Linked DNA regions of Mus musculus: region 2 is linked to region 1. A link is a contact called in public HiChIP or PLAC-seq data. All regions are on one chromosome and are shown on one strand. Each heading gives the region's core, a stretch centred on a gene start, on an enhancer-like site or on the middle of the called end of the contact. The rest is flanking DNA. Distances are from core to core; before and after follow the strand shown.

What was found. HiChIP or PLAC-seq counts read pairs in DNA pulled down with a chosen protein or histone mark.
Region 2: a contact with region 1 is called in an H3K4me3 HiChIP or PLAC-seq map of bone marrow-derived macrophages, with 4 times the contacts expected there. The contact joins the promoter of Tlnrd1 here to the enhancer-like site in region 1. A contact is called at or near these places in 4 of 39 promoter capture datasets (hippocampal neurons, liver and second pharyngeal arch cranial neural crest), 1 of 484 Hi-C or Micro-C datasets (the CH12 cell line), 8 of 115 datasets of contacts at active chromatin or transcription factors (bone marrow-derived dendritic cells, bone marrow-derived macrophages, embryonic stem cells and 4 more) and 3 of 9 other capture datasets (adipose tissue, liver and macrophages).

The regions. Positions count from the first base shown.
Region 1 is chr7:83,593,025-83,599,737 of GRCm38.p6, forward strand. It overlaps Tmc3 (transmembrane channel-like gene family 3), which reads left to right. Exons shown (of 23, transcript NM_177695.4): 4 at 3,037-3,118; 5 at 4,423-4,529; 6 at 5,176-5,274; 7 at 5,376-5,518. Gm16638 (predicted gene, 16638) reads right to left here. Exons shown (of 4, transcript NR_166697.1): 4 at 4,024-4,568. Among named protein-coding and RNA genes, the nearest start is that of Tmc3, 11 kb to the left of the region's middle. Within about 2 kb of position 4,652, at least 11 of the 459 cell types and tissues checked have an H3K27ac peak or open chromatin away from gene starts, as enhancers often do. A contact at or near this core is called in bone marrow-derived macrophages, where this site is marked.
Region 2 is chr7:83,882,660-83,888,830 of GRCm38.p6, forward strand. It overlaps Tlnrd1 (talin rod domain containing 1), which reads right to left and starts at 1,682. Exons shown (of 1, transcript NM_030705.4): 1 at 1-1,682. The coding sequence starts at 562. It also overlaps a transcript of Mesd not described here.

The DNA of each region.
Region 1 (6,713 bases), core at 3,402-5,901:
AGCCAAGGACATTTTCTTCCAGTTAAGTTTAGTTTAGGGCACAGAGATGCATCAGGTACATCCTTAGAAGGGAGAGCATCCCAACCTCTGCACAAGAAAGAGCTTCCCTCTCAGCCTCACTAGGACATGGGATTGCTTGTGGTTACCCTCTCTGTACAGGGATACAAACTCTTCTCTAGCTGACACTTGTCCTGCTTACTGTCTCCACTGCAGGAAAACACAGCCAAGGGACTCCAGGCCTGCTGGAAGTGAGCATACTTCTCAGGACATACCATACATGTTGTTAGGACAGTTATCACAGGTATATAGATATCTCAGGTGGACAAGAGCTTCCCTTACCAACATAAGTGACAAATTTTACTAAATATACAGTTTATCAAATAACCCAAACTTACCAATTACCAAAATATTCTAACCAAAATAGAGTCACCAAAACGCAGTCAGTCATGTCCACAGTTATGGCCCGGTTCATCTGGTCTTGGCGAGTTCTTTCCATTTGTTTTTCATTGGCTTTTTAGACCTCGACCTAGTCCAGATTTTCTGGTCTTCTGCTGTGGTGGTTGGGGGCAATCATCAGAGAAGCATGGCATATTTTTCCCATACCTTCCCTAATGATGATCATCAAGAATCACCTTTTCCAATCATATCTGTTTCTATTATTATTATATGCTAGTTATGTATATATGGGTTTCACTGTGACATTTTATATGAAACCTTTCAATCATAGCCACCCACCACTGCTCTTTTGTCCCCCTTTCACTCCCACCGATTCCCTTCACATCCCCGAACAGTCCTCCTCCTTGCTATCTGTTCACAAATCATCAAGTTTAATTAAGTTTACTTACATGACGATCATGGATTGGGAGCTATTTCCAGGAGCACAGGCAACTTCCCAGTAGCAACATCATGGAAGACAATGTCACACACAACCCCCCAACTCTTTCTCTAGCTCTGGAAAGCTCTTCTACATTGCCAAATACCACATATGTGTAGGGAATCTGGCTTTTCAAGCCTCAAACTGGTAGGGAAATTGCATCTCTCGCCTATAGAACTACCCAGAGTTAGCCTGTTTGTGTGCTGAAATTCTCAGACAATTAGAAATGGGGAAAATGGGTGCTACTCACCCCAGCAATCATTAACTGCCTATAGATGCCAAGGAAAAGGAGCAGTCTCGTGGTGCCCGCTTCATTAGCAGGCTTTAGTTGTCCTGGAGGAGGGGCAGGGGCTGGTTAAATCCTTCCTTCCTCCTTGAGGCATATTGACAGGTACAGTGCAAGGTAGGCAAGGTTGCCAAGAGTGAGAGAGTGCAGTAGGCATACTGGGCCTGGAAGACAGCATCCCACAACTCTCCCCTCCTTCCTCTGCCTCCAGGAAGCCCTTCTAGGCAAAGCTGTTATTACCAAAGATCACTTAAGTATAGGGAATCTGGCTTTTCAAGCTTTACACTGGTAGGGAGTGCATCTCTCACCTACAGAGCTAGCCTGTTTTGTGCACTGAAACCCTCAGACTATTAAATGAGGAAAGGCCTGGATGCCACTCACTGCTCCTTCTACAGATAAGCCAATGACTGCCCATAGAAAGGAAAGGAACTTTCTGGGGACTCATGGCAAGACAGATATACAAGGAAAACTAGAGCTCAGACAGATCTCTGGATGTCTGTGCTTCTTTGACTGTAGGGCTCTAAAGCAGTGAGGAGAATTGTTGTTTACTAAGCCCAGGCCTTTGCTAAAGGATGTTTGAGCCTATCTGCCTCTAGGGATCAGAAAGCTTGTATTTTCTGGACATATGATGCCAGGCAGACATAAGAAAATTGCAAGAACTTAACTAGGACCCTAACTAGGAGAATTCAGAGACAGACATATTTCTTCCTGGCTACTCATACGGGGTCTGTATGATTGCTCACAGGAATAAAGTCTGACTTTGACTTGGTTCTCAAATCATGAGTGAAAGACAATTTGAACTTCTGATAAAACTCGGACTTCCATGTGCAGGCAGCCGTCTAGCCTTCGCAGATCCATCCAGAATGACATTATCTTGTGAGTCTGTGTCAGGACTGTGTGCTGTCTTACAGTTGGGAATGCAGTAATTACATTTGTGGCTCTTTCTTGTGCAGTGATATCATTTGCTTCCAACACAAACCCGGACACTGTTTGTGTGTTAAAATGTACAACCTTTCAATTTTGCTGGAGAGTAGAGCCGGCATGAGCCACAGTCTGCTTTGCTCTCCTTTGAGAAAAAGAATAATGATTTCATACTTTTGGCAAGTGTGTAAGTCCACAGACAAAACTCCCAAGCTTATTCCTGGCAGCTTCAGCAAGGACAAAAGCGAGGATATATCTTATAAGACACAGGAGCACCTGGACTGGAGCTTATTTTCAAGGAGGATTCTAGATTTTTGGTCTCTGAGGTATACGTAGAATCATCTGGGGGACTGCTGAGTCAGACTGATTCCTAGGCTCCACTCACAGAGCTGCTAGGGGTCTGTGGCTGGGTCAAATGAGTATCTTGAGATGCCAATTCCTAATGAGATAGGAATTTCCATTTCCTAGTCTTCAACCCATGAATAGGGCAGACTGTGACCCAAAAGATTATAGATCACAGGGTTGTGATGTAGCTCAGTTGGTAGAATGGTTGCTGAGGATGTGCAAAGCCCTGATCTTAATTAGCATCACGTTAAACTGGCTGTGGTAGGGTCCCCTTGGGAGGTAGAGACAGCAGGATCAGAAATTCAAGGTTATCCTTAGGTCCATGGTGAATTTGAACTGAACTTGGAATTTATGTCATTCTGCATCCAAAAAGGAATGCAGACCCCATAGCTCACAGTGCAAATCAGATGTCTACCACCTGGTCAGGACACAGGGAAAATAAGCGGCTGCTTTGATTTAGAGATGCTTAGTAGCCTGAGAAACGATAATTAAAGGTTCTGTGGATGTGTCCAGAAGTCCCTCCTCCACCCAGCAGCCACCCCAGAACCCTTTCTATTACCAAGGTAATAAATAAATGAGAAGTTTTCTAATCATGGTCTCTCTTGTCTAGCTCTGGCGGAAATTCGCCCGTCTGGCCTGTAACTTTGTGGTCATCTTCATCCCCTGGGAAATGAGGATAAAGAAAATTGAGAGTGAGTATCCACTGGTGGACTGCAGGGGTGATGTGCAACTGTGGACAGCACACAGCCTGAGACATCTGGTGAGCCTCGGCCATTATGGAATAGAGTCAGTTCAAGACACTTGTACAGTTAGAGAGGCTCTGCTTATGTGGGACTCAGAGGAAGGCCTGGTTCCCTCCCCACCTCCCAGAATGGGAAAAGTCCCCAAGTTGCCTTTCCACATTCTTCCATGGTTCCGTGTTCATTCCTAGTACATTCATTCACTGACCAACATTCAAAGGATTAGGCAAACATTTCAGAAACAGGAATGTATCCTATTGTTACTTCTGCATCCAGTTATTACTGCAGTCAAGAGAAATCATGCTGTAGATTCAACAGTTTCAAAGAGGAAATCTAGACCTGTCATTTTAATATTCTATTAATATATGAATATATAGTCAGAAATCATAAAAATCATTAGAGAAGATATAGTAAATGAGATCTCAACATGGAGACCTGTTTAATCATAAAAGTGAAGTGGGAAACTGTCTGGGAAAACTGCTTTTTAATGTAGCTATTGGAAAATACCTTTTAAAGATTTGTTTATTTTCAAGGGTATGGATGTGTTACCTATATATGTGTCTCTGCACCACATGTGTGTTCTGCCCACAGACACCAGCAGAGGGTGTCTGGAAGAGGAGTTACAGATGGTTGTGAGCCACCATGGGGATGCTGAGAATCATATCAAAGTCCTCTATAAGAGCAGCTAATGTTCTCATCCTCTGAGTCATCTCTCTAGCCTCAGAAAATAGATTCCATGGACATAAAAAAATCAAAAGCTAGATGGGAAGTTAGAAAAATCATTTCTGATATTTCAGTGGAGTTAAATGCTCTCTTCCCTTTAAGCTGAGAGGAAGTGTGTGAATACAGAACATTACAGAGTTTCTACATACCCTTTATCTGACTACACCAGTAAACACCACAATAGTTTCCATGTTGAAATTAAGGCAAAGGACCTTAGAAAAACCTTGGAATATGCAAAGTAATGCAGCATATTACAGAATATGAAAGTCTCTTAACCCATGAGTTAGTAAGTTTGACTCAGCATATTCAAATGGGTACAGCACTGGGAAGGTTGTCAGTGTTTGAGTCAACCAGAGCTGTATACAGAACCAGGGACCAGGCACAGGATGCTGACCCAGCTAAGCAGCCAACAGTGGGGGTGGGGGGCACCATATGACATCACTCTTCCTGTGTTTGCTGCTGCTGAAGGTGAGTGAGAAGGCTCTCTGTGCTGTGAGGGTTGAGCAGAGCCACTCTCCGTTGTCTTTCCGTAGGTCACTTCGGGTCTGGTGTGGCCTCCTACTTCATCTTCCTGAGGTGGCTATTTGGGATTAACATAGTGCTCACAGTGATGACCGGTGCCTTTGTTGTCCTTCCCGAGGTGAGAGTTGTCCCAGGATCAAGGTGGGAGGTTCAAAGCCTGAGGGAGAGGCAGGTGCTATAACCTGCTGCCCTCACTGTTACACTAGGAAGGCTAGGAAGAACATGGAAAGCTTAGTAAAAGAACACAGACTTAGTCACCACTACTCAAAGTGGCCATGTGTCGAAAAAGAAGGTTTCAGTATGGCAGAGACTAGTGAAGGTAGCTAAAATCTGAATTTCATATCATGTGTGCACTTTTTCTTTTGATTACTTTCCCCAATGGTGCAATGAGGTGACAGACTGTATTTGGCCCAGGTACTAGTTTGTCTACCTAGTTTTCCAAGTAAACTATGTCCTTATAAACAAATAGAGCCATTCATTTCCTCAGGACATAAGAGGTCCAGGGACCTCAATGAATCATCCATAGAAACCACTTACATTTATTTCAAATGAGTTTACACAGTAACAGTGTGGGCAGTCACATATCAGACGACGGAAAACTCGTGCACAAATCATTACTTTCTCATTGAGGAGAATCAAGCTAAAGTGTACCACCGTCCCTAGAGATACCATCAGGGCATCTCGACAGACACCTGGGGATCCGCCATTCCTTTTATCTGGTCCCCTAGCCCAGAATTACACGTCTTCCCTTCCTCTCTCACCAGCTGATCGCAGGCCAGCCCTTTGGAAGTACAGCCAGCAAGACCATTCCCCGGGAGCAGATCACATCTGCACAGGATCTGGACACTGTCTGGTCCCTGGGGGTAAGGCTAATGCTGACTACACCCAGACCTTGCGGGAGAGCTGAAGGGGCCACAGTTCTGGGATCTAGTAATCTGAAACAATTCGAGTGCTCTCTTTGCAGGGCTACCTTCAATACTCCGTCCTGTTCTACGGGTACTACGGAAGAGAGAGGCGGATCGGGAGAGCCGGCTACCGCCTGCCCTTGGCGTATTTCCTGGTGGGGATGGCAGTGTTTGCTTACAGCTTCATCGTTCTCTTAAAAAAGTATGACTGTCTGTTTCTCAAGACCATGTCAGGAGTTAGGTTAGAGCATGTGTGACCTCACCTCCTGCCAATAGCCCTGTTAAAGTTACCAGTCACTAGAGCCATTTTATGGAGGAAGAGACCAAGACTCTGAGTTATACTAAGTTTAGCCAGCACTTACTGTATGCTGACTACTTTGTGCAAGGCTCTGTGAGGGGTCTGATTGGGACAATGCCATAACAGTACTAATAAGATGTGACCAGTGACATCAAGGTGACCAGAGGCAGGAGAATGCACACAATTTGTGTGTGTATCTGTAACCAGATGGTAAAGCATACCACTGTTGCCTGCCATTCATCACTGGGAGGGGGATCACACTATAAAAGAAAGAAAGAAAACTGGCTAGAGCTATGAGTCCTGCAATGTACCACTGTGAGCTCCACCAACTTCACCCAGAGCCCTATGGCAACTCTCTTTTCCTCTGTGTGCACATTGGCTCCAAAGAGTACGAGGCTCCCTTCCAGGTTAACATTCTATGCTTCTGTGTAAAGCTAGGGAGTCAGAGGGGGTTGGGGGGGGGGGATATGCAGAGTTGTCGAAGGAGTTTAAGGAGAGCCTGGCCTTGGTTACCTTATCTCTTGCCTTTGGTCTACTTTGCTCTTTCACCATTGCCACACCCCCTATTGCCCGGGCAGCAGAGTACACACAGAGGTGCTTATCAGAAACTACATAGCAAATGAATGGGCAAACCCACAAACCTTAAAGAGATGTATAGTGACCTGGAAGGGCTCTTCCGATGACTGAAGGCTCTCCAACTTAGCTCCGGGTGTTCTCACGATCCCTCCAGAACAATTTCTATCCTTCACTAGGTGTTATTCTTTAAAAGTAACTCAGAGCAGATGAGAGAACAAGAAATGTAACTGGGGAAGAAAGCCAAGGCTTATTACTGGAGAGATGGCCTAAAGGACCGAGAGGGGGAATTCCCTGCCTTAAAATATGTGACCGTCCTGTGCAGGAGGGACTCAGCAGTTTTGGTGATCACATGGGGAGGAGTTACCATAGGCAGAAGCTTCAGGAACATAGCTTGAGCCCAGAGAGCAGGTGAAGACTTTACCATCATCGCTGCAGACATGAGACCTCCTGGGACAAGCAAACCTGAACGGCTGCTGATCACCACAGTGCTGACGGTGTGGTATCACATGGTGGACTCATGTGA
Region 2 (6,171 bases), core at 432-2,931, 290 kb after region 1:
ACAGGCCCTGCGACACCTCCAGCAACAGCTGTGGGGTCATGTCCGCCAGTGGGGTGGCTCGCAGCACAGCACAGCCTTGTTCTACCTCGTGGCGGCAGCGTGTCACACGGTAGCGGTCCACAAGGCCTGGCTGTGCAGGTTGAGCGCCCGGTGTGGCCACGGCTGCCAGGTAGGCCGCATGTGCAGAACACTCGGTCAGCGACACCACCAAGTCGCCCAGTTCCACAAGACTGTCTCCCGCCTCTCCGAAGCGGCCCATGTTGAGCTGGCTCTGCACGTCGTGGGTGAGGATGGACAGCCCCTTAGTGCGCGCGATGATGGTGTCCCGGCACTGCTCGAAGGACTCCGCACCAGCGCCAGGGGAGGCGGGGCCTTCGAAGAGCACCGGCCGCGCCTCGCTAGACAGCAGCAGCAGGTCGGCCACCAGCTGCATCTTGCCCTTGCAGTGATCACAGATAGATACCAGCCTCTTCCGCGGCTGCGAGCTGGCCCCGCCGACGGCGCTCCCAGGAGCCGGAGAAGCCGCCTCGCCAGTGGGCTTCCCGGCGCTGCCGCTAGCCATCGCGCCCAGGGGGCACTGGCATGCCGCTGGGGAGCCCGCTACCACCGCCGCCGCGACTCAGCTGGCCAGGGCCGCGCTGCCTTCCGCGCACCATCATGCCACCCACCGCGGCGGGCACAGAGATCCGGGTGGCGGCGGCCGGTGGCCGGGCGTCGCAGGGCGGGCCCAAGCCCGCGGCAAGCTCTTCGGGGCGCTGTGTAGCTCGCGGGAACCGTGAGCCGGGGCACGGCAGACTCCTAGTCCGCGCCCCTCTTCACTAGCCTACCAGAAAAGTCCCCGCTGCCGGGCTGTCGCCACCTTCCTGGGCATGGCCGGCCGGGCCGCCGGAGCGGAGAGGGCGGGACGGGGAGGCTGGGAGTTGTCCTTCCTTCCTTCCTTCCTTTGAAATCAAAATCCTCTGCTCCTAGAGGAGCGCGGGCGGCGGCCCCGGCAGGCTTTGCTGTCAGCCGCTGCGCTGCGGCTATCCGGCTCAGCAGCGCACGTGGGCTTCAGGGGCGGCGACCCCGCCAGACGGTACAGGCTGGCGACGGCGGCCGGAGCTGACGCCCGGGGGCGCGCGGCCGCATCTCCTGCTCCGGCTCTTAGGGCGCTGGGCGGCCACTGGGCCGAGGGCGTGGCTGGCTCTGTGGCGGCCGCGCGGAGTCAGTCGGGCGGGAGGCTGCAACGCAGGGTGCTGGGCGGCCGCGCCTTCCCGCCTGGCGGTTCAGAGTGCGCGGCCCGGCGCCGCGGCGGCACGCCCTCCCCTCCTGAATGGCCTGCGGCCGGCGACCGGCTGTCGTGGAGATTCCATCTGTGTTTCCCCGCAGAGCCCGCGGGCCCCGCGCATCCGACGCCCCAGGGTGGTCGGCTCAGAAGGTGAGCGCGGCGTCGCGGAGGCCGACCCGGGCCCGGACTCCTGCCATGTTTGTCAACCAGCAACTTCCGAGCGACCTCCGAGCAACTGAAAGGAAGGGAGGAGACCGCAGGCCAGGGGACACCCGCCTGCCCGCGCACGGTTGCAGTTTTCGCCTCCTGGCGTCCGCCTCGCCCCCGGCTCGCCGCCGCCACCTCGGCCGTAACCTCCCCGGAGCCTATAGGAATCTTTTGTGTGGCGTCACCGCCTTTCGTTTAAATCCCGCTTCCTCCTCTCGCCCTTCCTCCCGCCCCCTCCGCCGATCCCGGATGCTTGCGCGATGCGCTGCTCCTCCCCCGGGAAGCTGGGGGCCGTGGGAGGACGCCGCGCCCAGCCCCGACGCTGCGGCCCTGGGGCCGGTGGTCCCTGCATCCGGAGAGGCTGGGAAGCGTGTGTGGTGGGGAAGGCCCGCCCTCGCTCCGCGCCCAGGCGCTGTGTATACCCTGGGGACACCGGGGCGCAGCCGCTAGTGGCCTTACGTAAGCTCTCAGCATGCCCCAGGACTCGATGCTTCCTCCCTGCCGAGGGAGCTAGTGTAAAAGGTGATCTGTTTTGCTTGCTTGGGGAGGATGCCACTCATTACTCCCGGGATCTCCCCACCGCCTCCGGATTCCAGTCACCTCTGAGATTCGATGACTTTTGCAAGCCCTCCTCCGCCCTTTGTTGTGTTGGACCCTCTCCTGTGGGTGGGTTTCCGTGAAACAGTGAAAAGGAGCTCTGATCACGCTTGAGTCCCCACAGCTTGTTTGACTCAGTGATAGACCCTCCCTGAGGTTGGTCTTACCCCCCCCCCCCCCAGCCGTTTAGGAGTTGTGTGACCTTGGGCAAGTTTTCTCTCCCAAGTTACTGTAGTCAGGTAGTGTATGGTGACCTCGGTTCCAGCTGGCTAGAATTCCAATGTGCCTTGATCAGCAGTTCGCCCTTTCCTGACTCCATCTATATAATGGAATAATAGCAACCATTGTTAAGTAAAGAGCCAGTCTCTGGAGGTAAACACTGTTATCTCTGGGTTACAGGCTGGGAAACTGGTGGCCCAGATGGCTCCCCGCCCTGTAACGAGGAATTAAACGGAGGACCTTGAGCTACTGTACTTTTTATTTATTAATTTAACTGTGCAGACAGGCTTTGAACTTCTGGCGATCCTCCTTCAGGGTCTGTAGTTGGTGATTGTAGGCCTGTGCCATAGGGCTTTGTGGCCAGGTGGACTAAGTGACTCCCTAGGCTCTTAACAACAGCAGTGGCTAAAAGAGAAGGTCCCCTAAACCCACTGGCCACACCCACTCCCTTTCTTTGTGCAGACCTTGTCTGCCAGAAACTCCTGGAACACCTGGGCCTCCTCCCAGTAAAGCACTCTCTCAAGAGCCCTGAAGTCTTCTGCTGGTGCCCAGCACTGCCAGTGTGTGCTCAGCCAATGGAAATGTTTGTTCTTCTGTCTCTTCGTAGGACCTCCACGTCCTACATTTTTAAGCCAGTTATAAGTGTTATTTATAAGTTGGATGGCCTCAAATTTATCGTCCAAACCCCAATAGTTTACAGAATAAATTATGAGTCAAGTTATTAATATAAGTTAATGAGGAACAACCGGTAAAAACCTGGATAGCCGCCCTACTCATAATCAAAAATAATAATTAAAAAAAAATGCCCTTGCAGATGCTTTAGATTTTAGGTGAACCAACTGTCTCTGCAAACTGAAGCCAGTAAAACCAATGGCTCTCTTAACAAGAATTCTATAGGGCTACTTCCTCCCTGGTAACCCAGGAATAGCAGTGAATCCTAAAAAATAGTTTCCTTAACTCTGAGAACCTAAGAGAGGGACCAGTAAGATAGCTCAGCAGGCAAAGGTGCCTGCCACCAAGGCTTCGTTTTTCAGATAGTGTCACTCTTCCTAAACTGATCTTTCCAGGTTCTTTCTTGTTTACCTCCTGCCATTGTTCACTTACAGCTCAAACGCTGGGTGTCTACCATGTGCCAGCCCTTGTTCAAGGCACTGCGCTTACACTATAGATTGTAATAGAGCAGCCTCTGCTTGTGAAGATAAGAGTCCCGGAAGGGAAGGTTCACAAATAAGTGCTCCCAGTTACTGTTTACTCAGTAAAAGCACAGGACAAAAATGGACAGCAGATCAACCACTGCATACTAGCCGGGCAGTGATGGCGCACGCCTTTAATCCCAGCACTTGGGAGGCAGAAGCAGGCAGATTTCTGAGTTCAAGGACAGCCTGGTCTACAGAGTGAGTTCCAGGACAGCCAGAGCTACACAGAGAAACCCTGTCTCAAAAAACCAAACCAAACAAACAAAGTACTGCATACTAAGTGTTTAGGTCATGTTAGGCAGAATTATGCATTCTGATCAGTGCTAGGGAAATCGAGGTGACCTGCAAACCAAAGCAGTGGAAACCAAATCTAAGATCTCCCTGTTCCTTCTCACCTTGCTCTTCCTGTCACTGCTGGATGGGTAGGGGGTTGGGAGGTTTTTTTTGAGGGGGGAGGTACTGTGCCCAGCACCATCCACCTTCAGAAAAGTTTCATCTTCCCTGACACACTACCTGTGAAATAACATCTCTCCATTCTCTCTTCTAGTCTCTGGCCATTACCAACTTCATCCGTGAACTTGATGATTTGAAGCACTCCGTTCTTTTGTGTCTGTCTTATTTCATTAAGCATAATGTCATTGAGGTTAATCAGTGCGATAACGTATCAGAATGTCCTTTTTATAGGAAATAATATTCACTTGTATGAACTTTAGACATTCATGGTATACCCCCAGAATTTGTGGACAAGCAACCAAGCTGTCTGTGGTATACAGTGCCACCCAGTGGTTGGTAAGGAGCAGTCTTGGCCATATCATAACTTTGGACTTGGGTTTCTTGGTTTTATGTTTGTGCTCACAGGTGGACAGTGGTCTCAGATGATCTTTCTTACACATTTGCAGACACCTTGGTTCATTCTCCTTGAGTATCGGCCTTGGCCAGGTGTGGTGTCACACACTAGCACTTGGGAGATAGAGGCAGCAGGATCAGGAATTCTAGATCATCTGCCAGCCAATGTAAGGAGTTTAAAGCAACCAGGGCTAGGCGAGACCTAGCCTAAAATCATCAACAACAAATAACACTTCTCCTGGAGAAGAACAATTTACAACTGAAGGATGCGGTCCCATCCCCTTTATATTATTCATCACAGTTGGTACATAAGAGCTCCTTACTGGCTAGAGTGCAGAATCACCATGGAATAAGACTATCCTCCATAGTTGGTATATTCTCTAGCCCTCTGACACATCCTGATCCTGTCCAGTAACACACTTGGGGCAAGACTTTGGCTTTCAGTTTCTTATCTTCTCTGTTGCTTCTATAGTGAGCAAGGAAGCTGTGCACAGGCCCAGTGAAGACACTGACACAAATGCTGGAGTATTCAGCTTCTAGTATCTAGGAGAGTGAGGATTTCCTCCAATTGTTTCCCAGGGTATCCTATGATGTTACTATTGCTATAAGCCTCACTGGTACCATAGTAAGGCTGCTTGCACAAGATGATCGTTTCATAGCCTATTCCACCAGCCAGTGGGAAAAAATATGAATCCCAGGACTTAGGGACCATAGGCAGCCAACACTAACCATTCCTGGTCACGATGATACCTGGTGGTCAGTACTTACAGATTAACTCAGGCTGTTGCTGCCTCACACGCAGCTTCTCTGGACCTTTAGACACACTTGGGCATGGCTGTCCCTCATTTCTACTGTGCTGTTTGCAGAACCTGGTTGAGGCCATTGCCATACTGTTTGGGACTACTAGCTTTGCTCCCTCCACAATTCTGTTAACCTGTGAAGAACAGAGGCAGTATCTATGCCCCCATCCGAGTGCCTTGTATAGTCGCCAGACAGTGTTAATAGAATCCATTTGTCAGACTGTCCCACAATTCGGTTCTTTTTATTTTAAAGATTATATGTAAGTAGCTGTCTTCAGACACCCCAGAAGAGGGCATCAGATCTCATTACGGATGGTTGTGAGCCACCATGTGGTTGCTGGGATTTGAACTCAGGACCTTCAAAAGAGCAGTCAGTGCTCTTAACCATTAAGCTATCTCTTCAGCCCCCTATAATTCGATTCTTAAAGGGTTAATGTTTGGCTCCTACCAGGTCCTAGGGCTCATTGATGACAGTGTCATTCAGGTTTTGGATATTGCTCATGCAAGGTTTCAGGTAGTGTTAGAAGGTGTTGTTCTCACTCCTTAGCTGTGGAGAATGTAGGCCAGCATGAACCCAGGCTCATGTTCTCATTAAACTTAGGATGCACTTTGGCCTGAGTATTTAACTCAGAGCCTGGCCCCTCGTTTAGGCACTGAACACAGTTTTATGTCCAGCCCCTCTTCAACAGCTCTATACTGCACTGCCTCAGACCTGGTTCAAATTCCAGGGCCATCTGAGTTCTCCTGGCTCTAGCTAGACCTTGAAACTATTTTCTATATGGCTACTAGTGTTGTTATGCTGTAAGCCTCGCTGGTGGTGCCATGGTAGACATCAGGGAAGAAAGTGTCCTGGATTCCTGGGTCCATATTTTCATTCCATGGCTATACCATATATCTGACCACATTTGAATAATTCCAACACTTAAAACAAACATAGGGGCAAGATCTGGGGAGATGGCTCAGTGGGTAAAGCCCTTGCTGAGCAAGTATGGGGATCAAAGTTTGGGTTCCTAGGATCTACATAAAGCTGGGTGGACCA